Regions from separate parts of the Zea mays genome. Here all the other regions are linked to region 2. A link is a contact called in public Hi-C data. All regions are on one chromosome and are shown on one strand. The core of a region is the stretch at or near the end of the contact, and the rest is flanking DNA. Distances in the headings are between cores, read along the strand shown. Region 1 holds the start of LOC100191932. Region 2 holds the start of LOC100382628. Region 3 holds the start of LOC100282304.

Region 1 (3,855 bases), core at 19-2,518, 400 kb before region 2:
TGGTGTGGAAGAGCGACGGCCCCATGCAGTCGAACTCATTAATATCATTCAATTATTAGATCTTTTAAGGGTTATAATATTATATTTTATAATTAATTAAATTATATAATTAGCTCTTATGATAGGGATTCTATAGACATTTAAAAACGTCGCAAAACCATATCAAAAGAGTTTATTTAGACGGTTTTCAATAATTCAAGGGGTAGAATACCTGATTTTATAGATGTGGGTGAAATAGAGAACCATCAATAATTTAGCGAGTTAAGTAGAATTTTTTTTCCAATATGACGGTGATGGAGCCACCGAGGTGTATAAGGATTGGGTTTAGGATTGTAGAGAAGTACTATGATGGATCCCCCTCTTTAAGAAATAGAGCTAACGTGGTCAAATACAAAGGATGGATAGGGATATTACCACTACCACTTAAACTATCTAGGAGTCTAGATGTAAACACAGATAAGCTAAGGACTAAGCACCACACTTATAAACTCACTATTTGAAATTTGATTAGGGGAGGATGAATAGACGAAACTTGAAATTCTTATGTGTAGGAGTCAAACAGCTGCTAATCTCCTAACATCTCTTTAGTTTTGTGTGCTTGTGCTTGGGTTTTCTCCTAGTCTCTTTTTCGTTTTGTTTTGTTTTATGTGTTTGTGCTTGGGCTTGGTCCTGTTTTCATGGGGTGTATCTGTATTTTAAACCTCGGCTTTCTAGGCTTTTCCTCTCTTTAATATAACAGACAAATCTCTAGCCGGTTTGTTTCAAAAAAATTTAAGGGTGTGTTTGGTTGAGGAGTGAGGGAGAATAGAGTGGATCCATTCCAATTTTTTGGATGTTTGATTTCTAACAAAATAAGAGCGAAGTGGCTCCTGAATTTCATATGGAAATTTATCATAAATAGTTAGAACACTCTCGCTCCACAAAAATGACCGGATGCGAGCGTTCTCCCCCTCTCCTCTCATCTACAGTCATACGGCTCTCCAACCAAATAAAAAATAAAGTGGCTTCACTCTAATTTACTATTCAACCAAATAAAAATAAAACGACTCCGTTGTTTTTGCCAAACACAGTATAAAATAATCCATAAACCACTCTATTATATTAGACTATTCAACTAAACATAAACACAGTAAATATGATGATACCCCTCTCAATAAAACTGGTTTATTAAATGCGGAGAGACGTGTGGAAACCCTTTGCCAACCATGAGCATTTCTACACAAAAAGGAAGCCAAAAAAAACCCAAAAATAGGAGAAAAACCATCCCACTCCAATCTTCGAAGGGTCGAACTAGGCCCGTCAGAGAATCAGAGCTCTGAGGCTGCTCACATCAGGCCACCACCAACCCCTCACGTCGGCGGTGGCGTCGTCGGCGAAGGCAGAGATGGCGTCCGTGGCCGCGGCGGAGGTCGCGGCGGCGGCGCTCCGGTCGGTGCTGTCGCGCGCGCAGCAGGCGGCGGCGCGGGCGGGGCGCGCGCCGGGGTCCGTGCGCGTGGTGGCGGTGAGCAAGACCAAGCCGGTGCCTGTCATCCGGGGCGTCTACGACGCGGGCCACCGCTGCTTCGGCGAGAACTACGTCCAGGAGCTCATCGACAAGGCGCCTCAGGTTGGGTTGAATTGGTCACCCGCTTTCTGACTCCAATAGAATCTTGCTTTTGGTTCCTCCGCCGTGCAAATTGATTATCTGATAGAACATTAAAACTAGAGACAGCATCTCGTTAAATTAAGTATCCAAATTCCCGTGATCAATATCTTGAGAGTGACGAGCTTTGATTTTTGGGAACGTATCTCGTGCTCACGCTATGTCGGTGCTCATGTGAGCACTTTAAATCCTGACTGTTCCTATTTAATCCAACGATTAATGCCTTTTATTCACTTAAGCCCTCCCACCTCAGGTTCTTTTCTTAATTATTCTGTCCTTTTCCCTAATCCAACTGGCCCCGCGATTGGCCCCGTGATTGACGCATGCAAATACACATAGTATGATTGACGCATGCAAATACAAATAGATTGTACCACAGTTTTCAAGCCACTATAATAACGCACACAAATACACCCAGACTAGGTACTTTTTCTTTTGCGTGGCTTAGATAGTTCTTTAGATTTCTTGATTCTTTTACTCCTTCCCTTCGAGCGGACATCATTTGGTGGATGTATATATACTTCTTTCGGAATTTCGCAACCGATGAAACCTTCATACTCTTGTTGGCTAGTCTGCACCATAGTAGGTACAATCTGAGAAAGAGAAGCTTCTATGTTCATCATGCTTGCGAAAGGGCCTCTAGCTGAGTTGGTTAGGTGGTCTGAGTAGCACTCCTCAGGTCCTGGGTTCGACTCCCCGTGGGAGCGAATTTCAGGCTGTGGTTAAAAAAATCCCCTCGTCTGTCCCACGCCAAAGCACAGGTCTAAGGCTCAGCCCCGGTCGTGGTCGTTCTCACATGGGCTTCGATGCCGCTGTGTATGGGTGGGGCAGGGGTTCGGGGGTTTTCTTGACCTGTGTGAGAAGGTCTTCTTCTTAATACAATACCCGGGGGCTGTCTTACCCCCCGCAGGTCAAGTTTTTTTATGTTCATCATGCTTGACACCAAAAAAATCATGCCTTCTTTTGAACTCTTTGCTTGTTGAATCATGTCTTCTACCTTGTTGCGCACAGTTGCTACCTTTTTTCTTCTATCCACTTCATCAGCATCTAATGACTTCTCGTCCAATAAGTTACCTTCCTCATCATACACACTCTCTCTAAAGTAACAAAAAGAATATTATCAGGTAAATGATGTACACATAGTATGATAAAAGATAGATATTTTTACCTCTTGCATCTTGTTTCAAACCTCTTTAAGAAGTAAGGCAAAGGTAGTTCATTAAGCTTTTCACATCTCAATGTTAAAATGACATGGCGACATGGAATTCCCATCTCCTCGAATAACATGCATGAGCAATTCCCAAATGTATTGGAGGTGTACCAGCGAACCACTCTATCCTTCAAAGATCCATCGTTAATAACCACCATCTTCATACTCTCAAACTGTGTGATGTTTATAATGGAACAGTGGTCTCTAGCAGCTTGCACTTCCTTTTGAAAGTTTTTGAACACATTACGTGTGTACAGTATGCTCCCTTGTCTTTCCACTAGCCATGGGGTACTCAAAAGAGGTGAGGTATGCAGACTCATGTGATCTTCCTTTAATTCCTCGTGTCGTTGACACTCCAAAGCTGTGTCAAATCTAAGCCAGAACTCAACAAAAGATAATTTGTGATGTATAAAACGATTGAAGAATGAGTTTGCGCTTTCAGATCTTGAAGTGGTCCTGAGTAGACCCGCAAGTGGTGTATGTCTGAAGTATGCTGGAATCCACGACTCGCGAATTTCATACCTATTAGCCATCCACTCATTACTCTCTAGACCATACTTAATTATGAAAGCATTCCACCGTGTCTCAAATTCATCTCCAGTTTCTGAACCCCACACACAGTTATTCAAAGTATGCCAAAAATCCTCCTCATTTGTTTTTGCATGGCCAACCTTCTCTGGAATTTTCTCTAATATGTGCCACATACAAAATCTATGTACCGTTTCAGGAAAACAAGAGGCAATAGCAGATTTCATGCTCGCATCTTCATCGGTTATGATAAGCACTGGAGCTTTTCCACCCATTGCCGCTAGGAATGTCTTGAACAACCATTCATAAGACTCAATTCTCTCATTTATTAAGAATCCACCTCCAAAAAAGATACTTTGCATATGATGGTTGACACCAGTAAATGGTGTAAACTTCATATTATACTGATTTGTGCTAAAGTAGAATCAAACGACACAAGATCACCAAAATGTGAATAATTTTTCCTACTTGTACC
Region 2 (3,729 bases), core at 1,094-3,593:
TTCAAGGCTAAATATTTGGGTTATTTCATCATTTCAAGTCTTTTTTTATTGTCTCTTCCCATGTCAACGTAGTTCTTCATTGCATCTCTTCCCATTTACTGTCGCGCTTTAGCCCACTACCTCTAGAGATCTCCATTAGACATGTCCAAACCATCTCAACCAATGTTGGATAAGTTTTTCTTCAATTGGTGCTACTCCTAGCCTATCATGTATATCATCGGTTTGGACTCGATCCTTCTTTGACCACACAAATCCAATGCAATATACGCATTTTCACAACACTTATCTACTGAACATATCGTCTTTTTAAGCCAATATTCTACAGCATACAACATAACAGGTCTAATCACAATCATACCATAAATTATATATATATATATATATAATCACAGCGATCTTACTTTCTTGCATGGACCTTATAAAGGTTAAGGAGTCTGAAGTTGAAGTCAAGTCTTCAGTTAGGCAATGCATATTGTATATCAAGCATGTAGTTTCACAGCATATCACAGTACAGTGTTCTACACACTGCATTAATATCACCTAGGAAAGGAAAACAAGCAGAACACTTGTACAGGAGTATTGCAGTAACTCACGCTGAACCGGAGATTTGGCCGAAAAAAAGAGGTTAGCACAATCGCTGTATCTTTTGACATTTTCAAGGACTTAGTAATGTCTTCTCGTACGGGAATAGTTGCAGTAGCTGTCAATGCCATCAACGGAATGTCATGCTTCAAGAACTTCAATTTGCTGGAACTGAAATTTTCTCTCAACGCAGATAATCTCCTGTTGTAAGAATATAAAGCATAGAATATAATCGTTAATAGATACTAAAGAGTTGGAAGATGATGTGACAAAATAGCAAGCAAATGTTGGTTCTTGAGTGCAAATTAAATAAATCTCACTTCATTATATGTGAAAATTAAAATGGTGTTGACAAAAAAACAATGGTAAATAATAACTTGCACCTTTAACAGAGGATATCAAACACAAGAGCAGACCTATAGTCAGGTCGAAAATCGTGGCCCCATTTAGAAACACAATGGACCTCATCAATGGCAAAAAGTGCAATCCCTGGCTTTTCTGCAAGTTTCTTCAACGGTTCCATTAATCTGCAAGAAGAGACATCACCACCAAGATAGGCCCAGCAACACGTTAATAAACTTTAGAATACCACAGGCGAGAATGATTACCTTAATATTGTCTCAGGGCAAACATAAACAATCTTATACATGCCAGCCATCGCTTTACCTTCAACACGGCTATCAGGTTGCCCTGACCCAAGGAAGCATGCGGATACCCCGTGATTTGCAAGCTTCAGGCACTGATCATGCATTAGACTTATCAAGGGTGATATGACCACCACAACCTTTGTTGTTAATAGAGCTGGGATCTGAAAACAGAGGGACTTTCCTGCCAGCAGAGTTATCCATGTAAGAAAAGGAGGACGAAACTACCATCCATGTGGGGGAAAACAATAAATTAGAGAAGATAGAGAAGAGCATTACAGAAAACACACCTGATCCTGTGGCTGCTAGGACAATACAATCCCTGTGAGCAGACCAAGCATCCAAGACTTCCTTTTGGAATGCTTTGAGGCAGGAAAACCCAAAATGCTTTTGCAGAACAGCACTAATTCTGTCCATTTGGTCGGACTCCACTGTCGAGTTCTCAACCAAAGACTGAGATTGGGGACCCGGTTCGGAACAAAAATCAACAGCCACTGGCATTACCCTGGGACCACCAGGAGCCGATGAACAAGGAAACGAAATGTTCGCTTCCCGACCAGATTCCTTTCCGCCACCAGTAGCTGAGGCAACGTGGTCCGTGATGCTGGACTGCCTAAGCCTCCCCCTAGGGTTACTCAATTTCATGCCCCTGCCAGCCGGCCGTGGCTGCGCCGTAGACAAGGCGGGACGGCCTGGCACTCCCCCTCCCCGCCTCGCCTGCCCCGCTCGGGCGTCCGACCCGCCCAGCAGGACCTCAAGCACCTCTGCGCGGCGCGGGCCGACCGCGCCGACCGCCGCGCTGATGGCGTCGAACTCGAAGCCCATGTCAAGCAGCTCGGCGATGAGGCCGTCCGCGGACACGTCGCACCCGGCGGCGTCGGGCTCCATGGGGAGGGCGGGACGCTGTCCGCGCGCCCGCCTGCAGCGGTGAGGCTACGAGAAAATCAACGAGACCGCATTAAATATCCCCCGAAACTCCGATAGCATTCAGCGGCGGCAGCGCGAGAAATTGCCGGTGCAGAGACCCCCGCCCCGACCTTGCTCTGCGCGTCCTCTGCCACCCACGGCTCGTCGGAGCGGTGGCTTCTTGAGGCGGAGGGTGGGTTTCGGAATGCGAGGGCTTCCGATTCGAATCGCGGGAGGAAGCCCGTCTTTTTTACATTTTACCCTTTTTAGGTTTTATTTTTACAAATACGCATTTTTCAGTTCCATTTCAAAAAATTGGACCCTTATCTCGACGTCATCACTATTGGCGTCGAACTACAACGTGTCGACGCCAATTAATTTGGCGTGTACATTTAAGAGCTCACGCCTATGTGGATCTGATGTGGCAGCACCTCGGTGCCGTGGATATCGGCGCCGACCTAGACGCCATGGATCTCGGCGTCGACCATAAATTCATAGTACCTACTCGCGAGACCACAAATTCAGCTGGACTAGTCCTGCAAGGATGAGTGTAAATAACTCGGCTCAAACGTGCAATTCGTTATCCATAATCCAAAAACATCCTTTTATAATAAACAAGGGAATCATGCACCAATTAAATAACGGATTGCAATAGCCCTGCAACTAAAAGTGAATACAGAAACAGAAATAGTTTAACCAAGCTCATAATTCCTTGCATGTCATGCTGTTGCAAGAACACCAAGATGCATACTGTAGCTTGATATGACTGAAGATGGGATAGTGGTTTGGTGCCTGACATTAACTGCTGATCATAGCATAATATGACACCTGAGAAATATGACGTGCATCCCACGCGACAAGACGTTTGGTGCTCACAAAAACACTTCGGGGGTGTTTGGTTCTGTGGACTAAAGTTTAGCCTGGGTCACATCAAGCGTTTGACTTTCAAATAGGAGTATGAAATATAGACCCAACCAACTGTACTAGATTCGTCTCACTTTTTAATCTTCGGCTGAGAAATTAGTTTTATAATCCGACTACATTTAATACTCCGAACGGAGGTTCAAACATTCGATGTGATAGGGGCTAAATTTTAGCAGGGGCAAACCAAACACCCCCTTCAACCACTTTGTAGGAGATGTCTACGTGGCTGACCAAATAAACTAAGTATGAAGAAGAATCATTGATAAAATGACTGCTATCATCCAAAAATCAAAAACCGATGGCCGGAGTGGTATATTTATATACATGGAGGTCGACGCCGAGATCCACGGCGTCGAGGTGCTGCCACATCAGATCCACATAGGCGTCAGCTCTTAAATATACACGTCAAACTAATTGGTGCCAACATGTAGCTCGCCGCCAATAGTGATGGCGCCGAGGTGAGGGTCCATTTTTGAAATAAAACTGAAAAGGGTGTATTTGTTAAAATAAAATCCCAAAGGACTAAAATACAAAAAAGACGGGGAGGAAGCGCCGCGTCGGAGGGGATGGAGCCAGGCTACTAACATGTGGGCGCCAGGAGATAGCATCGCGGGCCTGGCCCAGCGCAATTGTTTTCCATCTTTTGACAGAGTTGCCCCCAAACTCCACCTTC
Region 3 (3,715 bases), core at 94-2,593, 310 kb before region 2:
CCAACCTTTGAACTCTAGAGCTAATAGATCCTTCTTCAGGTTTCTGGACACATGATGGAGATTAGTATCCACAACTAAGGTGCAAGATTCTACAAAAAGGACCAAGTGTAGTTACTAAGGGAACCCAAAAGAAATTATTACCTATACTATTGCATTAATCTGTAAATTTCATCTTAAAAGTACAAATATAAAAGGACAAGAATAGTCAGCAAACTGAATTGTGCACCTTCTTGTAGAAACTTGGGATGGAACCAGCTTCAGCACTCTTCCGCTGCCGCTCCTTGAAAATCTCAAGCAATATCCTTTTAGTCTCCAGTTCTGCAAATTGTGCATATGGAACAAATCATGAACATGGTGCGAAATGTATATGTTGATTAACAAAACAACCACAGGAGTCTAGCATTTTATGTTAAGCTTGTTTCCAAAGAGAACATGCTAGTTTTTTGTATCACTTTAGTGCGCCCACGAGTAAGGAATAACGCCAAACTACTTTAATTCAATAATTGTAAAAAATTGCAAAAGAAAAAAGGTCCCAGTTCTCTGTGCAGGTGCAGTGACAGAAGTACTAGCACTCAGACTCAGCCCACCGTCCTAAGGCCAGGCCGGCGGGATCCTCTGCAGGTACATCTGTGAACGGAGCTACAGCTGGCCGGCTGACGTGTGGGGCCTGCCACGGCCTGGCCCCACACGTCAGCCGCCGGACATACCTGTATCGGAAGAGTTTCCGAGGCCAGGCATCCCCCTATCGTCAAATTATGAGTATGGGTGTGAGCTCAAACAGCAGAAACCCAAAATATATATCCTCCATAAACATCACTACCTCTTCAGAAAGCACCATTGTTCTTCCCGAATGAATCACCACCAAAATCAACAGCTGCAAATCAGTATCCAACTTTTTCAGGTGCCCCTTGTGCTGCATTACATCAACATAAATACTATGCTGCACAAACCCCATCCTCCTACTATACACATTTCAAACTGGGCGGATGTAAACCTTAGTCCTAGCACCTAAACCACCGCCTCGAAATCCAAGGCGCGCAGCTCCGACCGAGCCTAGCGCGGAAGCCGGGGGCTAGGGAGGAACAGAGGAGAGAGGCACTGACCCATGAGGGCCTCGGATCCGAGGCCGGCGCCCATGCCGACGAAGCGGCGGAGGTTGCGTACCCACGACATGGAAGAGGCAGGTGGGATCCGCCTCCCGGCGGCCGCAGACGAGGCCTCGTCGCCGCCGGCGTCCGTGCCATCGCCGGAGGCGGTGCTCATCGCCGTCGCGGTGGTGGATCGGGTGCTCAGGGCGGGCGCGTGGGGGAGCACTGAGTGAAATGGGCCCGACGCTCTCCGGTTTTGGAGTGTTGAGAACTTTACCACATATCAACATATTCTCCCTTTCCGTAAGTACAACATTAGGTACGAGAAGATGTGGAAGACTTATCTCACTTTACACAAGTCCACACACTAAAAAGAACACATGAGATACAAAATATAGTATTGGGTCTTTAGTCACTTTCTCTTCTGTATTCCATATGAGGGGTATATATTCTATATATAAAGACAGGATATCCCTAGGAGGCATATTCGGTATTTGCCCATATAACCCTTTATTAGTGTTTCTCAACACTCCCCTTTGGGTGAATAACGCGATCAACACATGCCTCATTAAAACTCTCAAAAACCTAGGGGAAAATATGGAGAAAGAACGAATGGTGACGCATATTGCATTGCACTTTATTTCTTCGTTAAAAATCTCATGTGAGAAACTTTAGGAAAACTCACTAAAGGAAAAGGAGTACAACAATTGTCATCTGGTCAGATTTTCGATCTTCTGGATTTGCATTGTGTCGAATCTTCTACGACGGCTAACTTTAAAAATGTGCTCCCCTGATCTTTGCGAAAACTATCTCAATATGACAAAACATCTTCTTCTGAAAGTATATGCACATAGAAATTTAGCAAACGGATTGCATCCTTGCAAGGATTATTTCAGAAACTTCACCTCAACTCACTTCTAGGATACACGAGGTAAGTGCACATATCAACATAAACAAGCCACTTCGACTGGTGGTGTTCGATCAAATAGATCTACATATTTGATAGAAACTTTCACAAAGGTTCACATATTGATCAAACTAACGCCTTCGGGGCATACAATATGGCATTCAGTGTCTCACAATTGTGATCAAGATTTAGCATTTGCTCCTCCTGACGATGACATCCATCAAAGTCATTATCCCTCATAACTTAAACATATTCTTCAAGAAATATGCCTCATTGTTCATCTAGAATAATGAGCATGGATGGGGCTAGGGAGCTACACCTTTCATTCTATCATACACCACAATGTATACATAGTTGTGCAAAGCAAATAACTTGTCCTTCCATGGGACTCAGGGGGATACAATAGTTGTGATGATACATATTCTAGATATGACTCATCGCTCCATACGTTCATTCATTACAACATTTTGCCGGTAACACCGAAACCTTATAGGTTTCTGCCATAGGGGCTTTAGAGGATACCGTAATTCCACAGCTAGTGGAAAATAGCATGAGTAAAACTCGTGGAATGCACATGTGCTTATTCGGTGAATTTCAAGTCCTTTGGTACCTCATCTCATTCCTTTTCGGGTCTATATAGATCTTTATCCCTTTATCGGGATTAATCAATTTTGGTGTTTAACTCAGACTTTGATTCTTCTAGAAAGTTTCCATTAGAGAACTACAATCTCAATTACGAGATATTGTCTCTACACAGGAGAATTATCATTCATCAGGAATGTATTGTCGGTATGAAATTTGTATGTTGCATATTTATAATTCAAGAATATGAGTCCTTCTAGGATCTCATGATGGATCTTCTGAATCCTTTTAACTGCATATTTTAGTTCATGCCATTTGACAGATTATATCATATAACGAAACAGTGTTATTTAACACATATGTGGGAATGGGTCTCTCACAAGACCACTTGAACCATCGCATTCACCACTCATTATTTCGATAGCGCCCATAAATGTCCGAAAGTCACGCTCGCGCCGGAAGCCGCGTCTCGCCCACGCCGGAGCCTTGTCACCGCCAGTGGTGCGCCCTCGCATCGTCAGGCCCGCGCCCACGCCGAAACAGTGCCTCACCGTGCTAGAGGTCGCGTCAGGTGTCGCACTCGAGGTGGGCGGTACCAGCGACCGTCTGTCAGTCTCATCCCTCTTCCTTGCGTGGAGACGCGATCGAAAGGAGCACTCATGTCCCCCATTCGTTTTCTCGTGCCTAGACGGTTGAAAAAACCCAGTCCCATTCGCGTTCCCACCCAGGAAAACTGGATCTTGACTCAGTGAGAAGGCAGGGAGTTGGTCGACACTTCTTTCGTATTGATAACGTGTTGAGAACTACGTTACCACGGATCACCAGATCCGCTCCCTTCCCTTCCATCAGCAGATTAGGCGCGAGAAGATGTGGAAGACCCATCTCCCTTCCCAGAAGTCCACACACTCAGAGAACACACGAGATACAAGATGTAGGGTTGGGCCTTTGGCCTCTTTCTCTTATGTATTCCATATGAGGGGTACATGTTCTATATATAAAGACGTGATACCCCTTAGGGGCATATTCGGTATTTGCCCACATAACCCTTCATTAGGGTTTCTCAACAGGGAGCACTCGGTCTCGTGTTCTCGGTCTTGTGGTCAAGGAGCGTTGGTTTAGTTTTGGCTTTAGTTTTTGT

The links. A called contact is a pair of places that touch in the nucleus more often than the background predicts.
Region 1: a Hi-C map of endosperm shows a contact between it and region 2, with 2.6 times the contacts expected there. The contact joins the promoter of LOC100191932 here to the promoter of LOC100382628 in region 2. A contact is called at or near these places in 6 of 25 Hi-C or Micro-C datasets (bundle sheath, ear, endosperm and 3 more).
Region 3: a Hi-C map of endosperm shows a contact between it and region 2, with 2.1 times the contacts expected there. The contact joins the promoter of LOC100282304 here to the promoter of LOC100382628 in region 2. A contact is called at or near these places in 6 of 25 Hi-C or Micro-C datasets (ear, endosperm, leaf and 1 more).

What each region holds. Positions count from the first base shown.
Region 1 is chr8:130,498,446-130,502,300 of Zm-B73-REFERENCE-NAM-5.0, forward strand. It overlaps LOC100191932, which reads left to right and starts at 1,269. Exons shown (of 7, transcript NM_001137356.1): 1 at 1,269-1,606. The coding sequence starts at 1,385.
Region 2 is chr8:130,896,847-130,900,575 of Zm-B73-REFERENCE-NAM-5.0, forward strand. LOC100382628 reads right to left here and starts at 2,344. Exons shown (of 16, transcript NM_001358392.1): 1 at 2,264-2,344; 2 at 1,517-2,159; 3 at 1,191-1,410; 4 at 999-1,109; 5 at 594-783. The coding sequence starts at 2,114.
Region 3 is chr8:130,585,057-130,588,771 of Zm-B73-REFERENCE-NAM-5.0, forward strand. LOC100282304 reads right to left here and starts at 1,344. Exons shown (of 12, transcript NM_001155216.1): 1 at 1,104-1,344; 2 at 227-318; 3 at 1-43. The coding sequence starts at 1,263.